Regions from separate parts of the Mus musculus genome. Here region 2 is linked to region 1. The links are chromatin contacts, called in public promoter capture Hi-C maps. All regions are on one chromosome and are shown on one strand. Each heading gives the region's core, a stretch centred on a gene start, on an enhancer-like site or on the middle of the called end of the contact. The rest is flanking DNA. Distances are from core to core; before and after follow the strand shown.

Region 1 (4,948 bases), core at 169-2,668:
GTAGTGTCATCAGTTAGACCCAAGAGTCACATGTGATGAAAAGCTGAGAAAGAATTGTTCAATGTGGGAGGGGAAAAAATATCTAGTCATCTCTCCAAGTTCATCTTCAGGTGCTAACATGACCTTTGAGTTAAATGGGTGGCAAGACCCATGCCTAACTCCTGCTAAGTAGTTTTGGCCAAGGTGTGGTTTTTACCCACCATGGTTCCAGTGCCTCCTGCAAGATGGTCTGATAACTTTCCAGAATTGTATGAAAACTCTTCTTGGGAGACAAGTGCCTTCTCTGGCTGGCACCAGGCTTCATCAGTCATGTTTTCATTTCAGCATGAAAGTTCTGAGGTAGTTCCAGTTCCTTGGGGTCTACTGTCCAATAGTCTGATAATCGAAAGGAAGGGCGAATGTTTCTCTTTAGAATCTCTTCATGTCTTCCAGGATGGTTTGCCTGCCGAAGGCAAGGTGAGTGGTGCATGCTGAGAACAAAAGTGAGCTCCCTTTACACTGCTCAGGCGAAGTTTAGATTTGAGTCGGTAAAGTGCCATCACTGTAAAATTAGTTACTTAAGTTAATCATAAGCAATTAAACTCTGGAGGGAAAAATGTTGGTTAGGGAGGGAATCATTAAAGGAATGATACATTAGCCAGAAATTAAAGACTCAGAGACATTGTTCAGACAAAAGACTTGATCTTGGGGAAGGACTGAGCCATCCAGAAAAAAGAAAGAATGTATCCTATTAAAGGGCAGGGGAGTGAGCAGCAGCCTAGTTTTAGCCAATGACTGGCCAACAGACTGCATCACAAATATCATTATGAAATGCAAAGGATAATTCTGATTGGAGCAAGGGATAACTTCAAGGGAAAATTACACCAGTGTTTTAATGGGTAGGGTGGGTGTCTGTAGACCTGGGGGGACTGGAAAATCAGCTTCCTGAGAGCACACTATGAAATCAGTTGCCAAAGCCGTTTACAATCAAGTTGTCATGTTTACAGGTCCTTGAAAAGCTGGTTTTAGTCTTTAATAGATGAGAAATGATGCCATTGTCTCCTACAAAATAGCTGAGGTTTTACTCGAACCAAATCTGTTCGGAAATGTTAAGCTGGTTACACAGAACTAATGTGCCTCAAGGTGGTCATTCTCTCTGGATTAAAGCCTGGGAACAATTGTGGCTCCTGTTACAAGGAAAATTACAATGGGCCATTATGGAGAGGGACAAAAATCTCTGTTCCCAGAGGGGGACTGACAAGCGGCAAGTCCCCCTTTGCATGCTAACACAAAAGCCTGATTGCTTCAGATTGCTTGTTTATGCAAATTGAAGGCAACACTAATTCTGAGACTGGAGCTGCGAGGTGGTGGGGATGTTGCTGATTGGCTGGGTTTTGCTCCCGGGCTGGTTACCAAACTGACAAACCCTATCATATTCATTCTGAGCCCTGAAAACCTTTCGGAGGAATCTTGCTATTGCACGTCAGACTGAGAGTTGGTTTCGAACTGTAGGAACCACAGCATTAGAGCTTATCGAAGAGCTTGCTTTCTTCATTGCGTCCTTAAATCAGACCTCAGTGAACATCATGACAGATACTCCTGAGACACTGAGCGGGACAGAGTGCAATGGGGACAGACCACCTGAGAATGGCCAACAGCCTAGCAGTCAAACCAGGCAGGAGACAACTGATGCAGATGAGACCCAGGCATACTACAAGGTTGAACCCAGTCTTGAAGATTTACCTGCAAAAGAAAATCAAGAAGAAACTGGAAACACTAAAGGGAACATACTTCCTAAAGGGCCTGAAGATGAGAAGATCCTCAATGGTAAAGTATTTCTTTTTCTCAGTTTAATTGTTTCGACTTACAAGCTTTTCAAAAATATATGTATTAACTAATATCACATAAATAAGCTGAACCCAAGAAATACAGTCCCTATACACAATAGGGGCTTTCTATCATACTGATTCATAACTCAGGCTTGTCTGATAGCTCTGCAATTCTGCTGTTTTCTCTTCTGAACCCCTGATTGTTTTCACTGAAAGAAAACAGAATAAAAGCAGCCACCTTTATTGAGTTGTTACATAATTTCTAAATGGTAATCCAATGGTAACTACTGCTATAATGGTTAGAACCACAGGTCCATTGCTGGTTACATAGAACTAATGTGCAAAAAAAGAGAAAAAAAGGGAACTCAGAATTATAAGATCCTAAAGAGATCCTAATCCATCTAATATATATATATATATATATATATGTGTGTGTGTGTGTGTGTGTGTGTGTGTGTATGTATATATAATATACATATATATATGTATGTGTGTATGGAGATATTATCATTGTGGAAACTAATTATTAAACAAATGCAATCAAATTTAAAGGAATCAGAAAAATGCAATGATTTGTGAACCTTTAACCATATGTGTTGGAAATGTTACATTGCTTGTGTTTCTCCCTAGAAAACCCAGAAGAGAACCTCTTCGTTGTTCACCAGGCCATCAAAGATCTTTCTCTCCAAGAAATAAGTGCAGAAGACATGGCTTTCCGAGAAGGTAACGGGAATCCTAGTTTCCCAACATAATTGTTTAGCCGGATGTGATATAATTGTATAAGGTGTGTGTACTGCCTGTGTGCTATAGAGAAGCAGTTTCAAAGAAAGACTCCAAAATCTTCAAGGTGCTAAGGGCAGATACCTGAGCCATGCCCCACTTTACCCAGATTTCTAGATGGCTCAAGCCCCAAATTGTCTGGGTCAATCTGACTGCCTGGCATGGCGAAGTGATAGCTATGTCTTGATAGGTTAGCCCACTGCATCCAGCTCTCCCTTTAATTTGTGCTTCAGATGGGTGTTGGGCAGCTTCTGTGGTGGTTGAAAAACAGGTTTAGTGTAAAGTTTCCTATTGACATTCGATCTAAAGTAACGTTATAAAACCAATTACTATGTGGGAAAATTATGTCTGAAAGAAGTATAGAATAAGTATTTTTTGTCAAAAAATGACCCAGAGTGATAAAAATAATTTTATGATCTTTAAACAACGGTGAAAGAAAAAGACCAAGAAAGTAGCATTGCTAAATTTCAAGTATAGAAGTATAGTTAGTAGACAAAGTTAAAAAATCCTCTAAACATTTCTTCTAAGAAGATATTTACTTTTTTTTTCTTGGTTTTTCGAGATTTCCATTCAAATAGTTTCAGCGCAGGATAGAATCTACTAATTAATCATTCCTTCCCTCACTAGAAGCTGTAAACAGCTTATCCTCAAACTGAAGCCAGCATGTGGCACCTAACCAATTTAGTTAGGCTCCTACCAGGCAAAACAAAAGTGAAGCCCCAAGGGACAGGAGAATACTAGGTAAATAACAAGGAGAACAGGGAGGTAATTGGGAATTTTGGAGTCTCTCTCTTTGCCTAGACAACTCACATATTCTCTGCTGTCCAACATGCATGTACGCAGTTCTAGCAAAGCAGTAGCTGGTATCACAGAGGAATCACAGAAACATCATCTCAGCACAGGCAGTTGTGAAAGTTAAGACCATAATTGCATTCCTTTAGTCTTTCTGTTTTGAATGTTACTAGTCTACCAAGGCAGGGCTCACAGTCATCCACCTAGAGCTTCTTTACCCATAATGAGAGCCACTGCAAACCAAGGTCACGAGGAATGAGCCTTTCGATCAAGTGGAGAGGGATGGGGCTCTCATGGGACATGGTGTCACCAGTGAACTTGCCTCTGCTCACCCCCTTTCCCTCTTAACACAGCACTTCGACTCTGTGACAGAGGTGCTGGTTTCTGTGCCTTTTCCCTTAAAATACAGTCTCCTAAGAGAGTATGCCTGCCAAGAATAAGATGCTAAAAATATTGAGAAAAAAACACTAATCAATTTAAATCAAAGGATGATTTTCTTTTTATTCATGACAGTCTTGGGCCTGAGTTTTGAATATGAATAAAAAATTCAGTGTGTGTGTGTGTGGTGTTGTGTTGTATCTTATTGGTGGGAGAACACACCAAAACACAGCCCGATATCAGCCAATATCCAACTCTACATTGCAACACTTACTTGCAATGTAAAGAATATCAAGTGGGCAGCTGTTATTACGAGTGTGGGTGGTAATTCATGTTTGCTTCTCTCTATCACGGTCCGTGGAATCTTGGACTCAAAGGGGGAAAAAGTTTTCAGAGGAAACAGAGTTACAGGGAGAACTGTGGAGGGGAAAAAAGTTGGCAATGGCCGTTCACCTTGTTTATAGGCTCTTGTGGCATAGGAAGAGAATGGTGAAGTCACATGTTCTGGCCTGTTCTCTATGGCTAGGTAACGTTTTCTACATAAGCCTGTTATGTGTGCATGTTCAGTAAAAACTTCTGTTCTCTTACCGTTCATTCTTATAACATCGAGAAACGCTAGTGAATTGTGTTAATATGATCCAGCTGTTTTGAAACAAATGAGTATAGTGCTTTAAGTCTTCTGAAAGCCACAACATGGCACCAATTAACCCGGTTGCTCTGCTGTCGTTTGGGGTGACAGGAGAACCTAGCATTATATGAGTACAAGCCCAACATAAGCTCTAGAGCTGGATCTCTAGAAGTCAGTAGAGGATCTTAAGCCATGTTGTGTACGACTCGGTGGCCCGCTTATAAATTCCTGAGTTCTGAATATCTAGGGACCTGTGATCTTCTGGGTTTTTTTTTTTAACATTTTATTTTTATTTTATATTAAATAACATTTATTTGTTTGTTGATTTATTTAGTGTGTGTGCCTGTGTGTGAGGGAGTGTTTTGTCTGCGTGTATGTTAGTGCCTTCATCTCTCGCCTGGTTCCTGGAGGTAAGATGAGGGCATTGGATTCTCTAGAACTAGAGTTACACAGAATCATAGACTATGCACACATAACAGGCTTACGTAGAAAACGTTACCTAGCCATAGAGAACAGGCCAGGACATGTGGCTTCACCATTCTCTTCCTATGCCACAAGAGCC
Region 2 (5,324 bases), core at 1,832-4,331, 1.1 Mb before region 1:
TACAGCTGCCAACCGCAGCACCTCTCCTTACATAATAAAAGACGGTAAGGAGGACCTTTCCTTTGGTCAGGATAGTTTTATATTCACAATGGTTCTAGATTATGAGCCTTCTCTCTAAGTCTTACTAACAAACACGATGTATTTCTAATTGAATGTCTGCTCTTACCTGAAGCAGGCGAGACTTATCTGCTCAGTCAATCATGCTCACGTGCACTCTGTATATCTGAACAAAATCTTTCCTTTCTGGTGAATCAGAGAAAATAAATTCCCGTTTACATTTTGGGGAGCAAGAACAGGGAATGCTTGGGACCTCAGGCACGCTAGGTAAGTAAGCCTCAAGCCTGTGCTGCAGAACGGACCTCCCCTTTCTAGTTAACTTTCTAATTTTCATGTCAAATTAAACAACCAAGAGTTAAACTGTTATAATGTATCGTTACATAATAAAAGTTTCCTGTAGCCATTTACAAACTCCCCAAATCCTCTGCATTGTTACTGTAGGGGAATTAAACCTCTAAATTAGAAGGTTCACTGACTACAGGCATACCTGAAAAACAATGTAGCAAGCCAGAAGACACAACCTATCATTTCTTCTCCCTTGGGTCTTAACTAAAATGCCTGCAGACTTTTCAATGCCCTTGATGCATGCAAAGTAGGGGTCAGAAGACAGGTGACTGGTTGAACTACTGGCTTATTTTCCTGAATCTGAGGGAAAATAACCAAATGCAGAAGGTTGTCTAGTGCCAGCAACCTTCAAAGCAGACTGTGGAATGGAAGCACACACCGTATGCCTTCAGCCAGAAACACTTCCTCCAGACATTGTTCTTGCTTTCACCATACCATTTCCCACAACTGTTTCTTAGGTATCAGAAATGCTCCATGGGATATACTCCATTTAAAAAGAGACAATTTCTTCTACTTTCTCAAAAGCAAAAACCTAACCCTGGTTCTGGGAGAGCATCTGTCAAAATTTTGCTTTTCTGTATTAATTTAGGAAAGAAAGAAAGAAAGAAAGAAAGAAAGAAAGAAAGGAAGGAAGGAAGAAAGGAAGGAAATGTATACTAGTCGTTACCAATTTTATACATATTTACCAATCTTTATAAGTTGTAGGACTGTGCTTTTTATTCAGTTAAACTGAGTGACAAAGAAAGAAATGGCGCTTTCCACTAATAAATTACATATTGAAATATACATGACTGTGATGTCCCCGGGTTACTTGCAGTGGTAACTTACACGCCCCGAATTTAACTGTACCAGACAGTTCTATCTGTCCCATCGCTGGCCAAACACTGCTGCTCTGTTACTATTCATTATGTATTATACGAGGCCTAAACACAGCCCAGTATGACGATGGAAAATATTCCGATCCTCATGACAGCAGTGATGCATTCAAGATCTCTTGCAATACACCCCGGACCTGGAGCACTAAAAGACATTTTCTGATACAGCTAAAAGATGTTGGCTGCAAGCTTACTCAAGAACATTCGGCCCTGTCTCTGCTGGTATTCAGAAAACCCTGGTTAAAAAAAAAAAAAAAAAAAAAAACCACGCACTATCCAAATCTTGCAAAAGCAAACTTGCCAAGAGCCTTCTGCAACGATCAATAATAACCTTGGGTACACTGACACCTAAATTCACGGTCCTGGAGACCAATGCAGCAAAAAATCCAGAACCATAGGCTGGAGCCCCAAGAAAACTACCGCGCTTCCCTCTCCACCGCCCTCTGCCGCAGGGAGAGAAGCGGAGGCAGGAGAGTGAACGAGGCTTACCAGCTCTGAAGATGCGCCGTGACCTCTGGCTACGCGGCGAGATCAGGGCCGGGAAGGCGCTAGTGCGGCCGCGGCCCGTGCGGACTCTGTCCCTGGTGCATTCCTTGCATTCCAGCACAATCTGTCGCCAGCCTACAAGCTGGCAGCGCGCGTCGCCCGTTGGACGCACACACCTGCCTATCGCGGCGCCCGGAGCAACCGCGGCGCCTCCGCTGCCCGCGCTCGCCGGGTGTCGCACTCAGTCACTATGCCGCCAAAACCCGGTCCCGCCGCTCGCCCTCTCGTTTCCCAAGGAGTAAGAGGGGACAGGGACCCACGACCCTCCGTTGGGTGCAGCTGCTCGCTCTAACTCCTGGCAGCGCGAGGAGGCAGTGCGGCGCGGGAGGGCAGCCTGGAGCCTTAAGGCTGGGGCGCCCGCTAGGGAGGAGCGTGCGGTTTGCAGCTGCAAGCTGGGAGCCCTGGACCCTCCGGGCGGTCGTCACGGGCACCAGCGCTGCTCTGGGGGCCCGGGCGACACGCCGGGCGAGCGTGGGAGGCACGGCTGGCGGTTGCTTCGGTGGAGCGAGGGACGGACACACAGACGGCCGGTCCCGGGCACGACGGCGCGCGGGAGCCTCGGGGCTCAAGTTCGAGAAGCGGTGGCGCGGTGCGGGAGGAAAAGCGGCCGCGCCGAGCTGTGCGGGGCAAAGTTGTGCGCCGCCGGGGGGAGGGGAGAGGCGGGCGGGATGGCGGAGCACGCGGCGGGGACCGAGAGATCCGAGCCAGGGAGCCGCGGGGGGCGCCTGGCCGCCGCCAGGTCCCGGCTCGACGCGCTCTGGGCAGCTAGCACCCCAGAGCCCCGAGCCCTCCCGCCAGCCCCGCGCACTTACTTTCCAGCTCAGGCGGAGGCCGTCGTCGCTCCAGGGACCAGGGACATCCACGCCGAAGGGTCGCCGCTGCGGCACCGGAGCAAACTGGCCGAAGTGCGGCAGCCTCGCCGCTGCCCTCCCCTCCCTCCCCTCCCGCCCCCTCCCCCGAAGAGGCTCTCCCACCACCCCGGTGGCGGCGGCAGCTCGCCTCTACCCCGTGCCCATAGTGCCGCCGCCGCGGCCGGCGTCCACGCGCACTCAGCCCCGGAGCCCTCTAGACTGCTCAGAGGCCGCCGCCCCGCCGCCAGCCCGCCCGCCCGCCCGGCCAGTCCCGGCACCCGGGAACGTCAGCACGCTGCCGTCCCCAGACAGGCTCCGCGCCCGCCCCATTGGGCGGAAGGAGAGGGCCGGCCCTCCCCATTGGCCCGGCCCTCATATTGAACGAGCCAATGGGAGCTGCGGTTTCAGGTCGCCATGGAGACCGATGCTGTTAAGAGCTAGAGGGCCAGGAGAAGGTGGGGAGTGAAGATGAAGGTGTCTGTAGCCTCCGGCGCGGGAGGGGGTGGGGGGAAGGAGTATTAGGGGATTCCCGGGAGAGGGCTCTGAAATCGGGCGGGTCTTGCTTTTGAGTATTGCCAAGACTCTGCATGGTAGGGCTTGTCCCCAGCGTCAAAGGCAGAAACAACTGAGCCCCCGGACTTCTACTTTACATTGAAAGCTCAGGAGTGGGCGTTTCATTTTTCCTGCATCTGGGGAGCATGCGAGGCTATATGCATTTTGACCTTTGAGATCTGTGCAGCCCGGTGAGTTTCCACTCCATTCCTTAAATCTCTGCTTCTTCCTGACGTCACAGGGTCACTTGAATTCTTTCTCCAACCACTCCCCCTTCCCTGAGTCTACATTTCCTCTGATTTTTGGTTCTTCCAGCCTATAACCCCTCCCAACGAAAACAGGATTTCTTGCACGTGGTATTTTGGTAAGGAAACTGAGTGGGGTTGTACTAAAGGACCAGCCCGCAACAGAATGAGTTCTCTGCTTCCCAAAACAGCAAGTCTGATCTCTCCTCCGCCCCTCCCTCTTGGACTATGTGCTTTCTGTGCTGAGCTTGGCAGGTGCATGCTCTTCCCAGTTTGTCTGAGGCTGGAGAAGTGCCAGAATTCATCCCAATGATTTCTCAAAAAGAAAAAAATAGATTACAAATGATGGATTTTTGCTTTCTGGCAGTTTTCCAGATTAATACTAAAATCGGTAAGGAAATGATGAATTGGGACAGGGGAGCATTCGCACCCAAATCTTGACCTTTAATAATGAGTGCTCTACTTTCATTTTAAATCATTTTGTGCTAGTTTGCTCGTGCTAATTATTTTTGATGAGTGATGTTCATAATTAGATGGTAGCTATTAATCTGGAACTTTTACACATGATATTGCTTCATAACATATTTTAAAAATAGTACCACTCTAGCATATAGCCACCGATGTATTCATGTTTCTTCTTTTGGTGGCTTTGTTATTTTCATAATATCCTCTTTAGTAAAAAGAAAAAAATATTATACTATCTCCCTTCACAATAAGGGATATTAATTTTCCTTGTTATATTTTGTGGGGAAAGCTGATAGGAATTTTACATTACAAATATTTTGTTGTGAGAAGCAGATTATTGTGTATGCAAGCTCTATATATCTAATTTACATTCTGAATTTTAATTGGGTGGCATGTTTTGGCTTTTATGCTATAAAATATAGCCTAAGAAATGTTAATATGGCAACTTGCTTGGAAAATGAATCTCCTTGGTACTTATTGTAAACTTGATTTTAATTGACAGTTCCGTGCAGGATTGGACTGTAGAACAAAATGCATGAGCATGTGGATGTACCACTTAAATATTTTAGAAGCAAACATTAAGGTTGGAGGAAAAGATATCTCATGGCTTGTCATTAGGAAAATTGCCTGCTTTTGAGTTTTTCTTGTGTTTGTTGTTGTTTTCTTGCTATTGTGTGTTTGTTCATCGAATGGAAAAAGTTAAAATGAAAAGATAAGTAAGATATTTTAAATGTATAGTCAAGATACCAATAATTTGTTTGTTCTTAATTTAAGTAATACTAAATGAATGTAATATTTGCCTACTCAAAGGAGAAAATGGGTCTCTTTTTTTCGTCCTTCATAGAAGGAAGGGGGAAAAAAAACAATTTTGGTTTTACTCTAAAAATTATTTTCTTTTGTATCTTTCTCAAAACGCATATCTGTCAAATAATTTTCTATTGTTTTTATATGTGCAACCTACATGTCATTTCCATTGTCAGTGAATAAAATGTTGCTGAAACCCATCAAGAATAATGGATGTCCCCTAACTCATTTGTCATTCAGTATTACTTTTTACATTTAGTGGAGAAATGTTTTTCTTAACTTCTCCTAGAGAGCCCCTCCCACATCTGCCTCGTTTCTGATGTCAAGTCTGTCTTCCTGAGGATCCCTCCACTTTGCAGGAGATCTTAAGATTCTGGGAATCTGATGAGAGGCCCTGGGTCCTGGCCCTCTTATCTGCTCAACTCCCACTGTGCAACCAAGCGCACAACAGTACTCTCACCAACAGGACTTTTCTCTGTTGCTTATACTTTCTCAGGGTGCCTTTTATATGCTCTCCCCCCCCCCCCCCGAGCTTCTCCCGTAGGCTCCCAAATATCTGGTTTTTTCTGCTTAGCCTCCCTCTT

What was found. Promoter capture Hi-C pulls out the DNA fragments that hold promoters and counts their contacts.
Region 2: a contact with region 1 is called in a promoter capture Hi-C map of hippocampal neurons, with 2.1 times the contacts expected there. The contact joins the promoter of Ccdc148 here to the promoter of Ermn in region 1. A contact is called at or near these places in 2 of 39 promoter capture datasets (cranial neural crest and hippocampal neurons) and 1 of 115 datasets of contacts at active chromatin or transcription factors (large pre-B cells).

Annotation. Positions count from the first base shown.
Region 1 is chr2:58,049,334-58,054,281 of GRCm38.p6, reverse strand. Ermn (ermin, ERM-like protein) reads left to right here and starts at 1,418. Exons shown (of 3, transcript NM_029972.4): 1 at 1,418-1,806; 2 at 2,439-2,531. The coding sequence starts at 1,566.
Region 2 is chr2:59,158,440-59,163,763 of GRCm38.p6, reverse strand. It overlaps Ccdc148 (coiled-coil domain containing 148), which reads left to right and starts at 3,081. Exons shown (of 15, transcript NM_001372501.1): 1 at 3,081-3,417. Pkp4 (plakophilin 4) reads right to left here and starts at 2,914. Exons shown (of 22, transcript NM_026361.2): 1 at 2,636-2,914.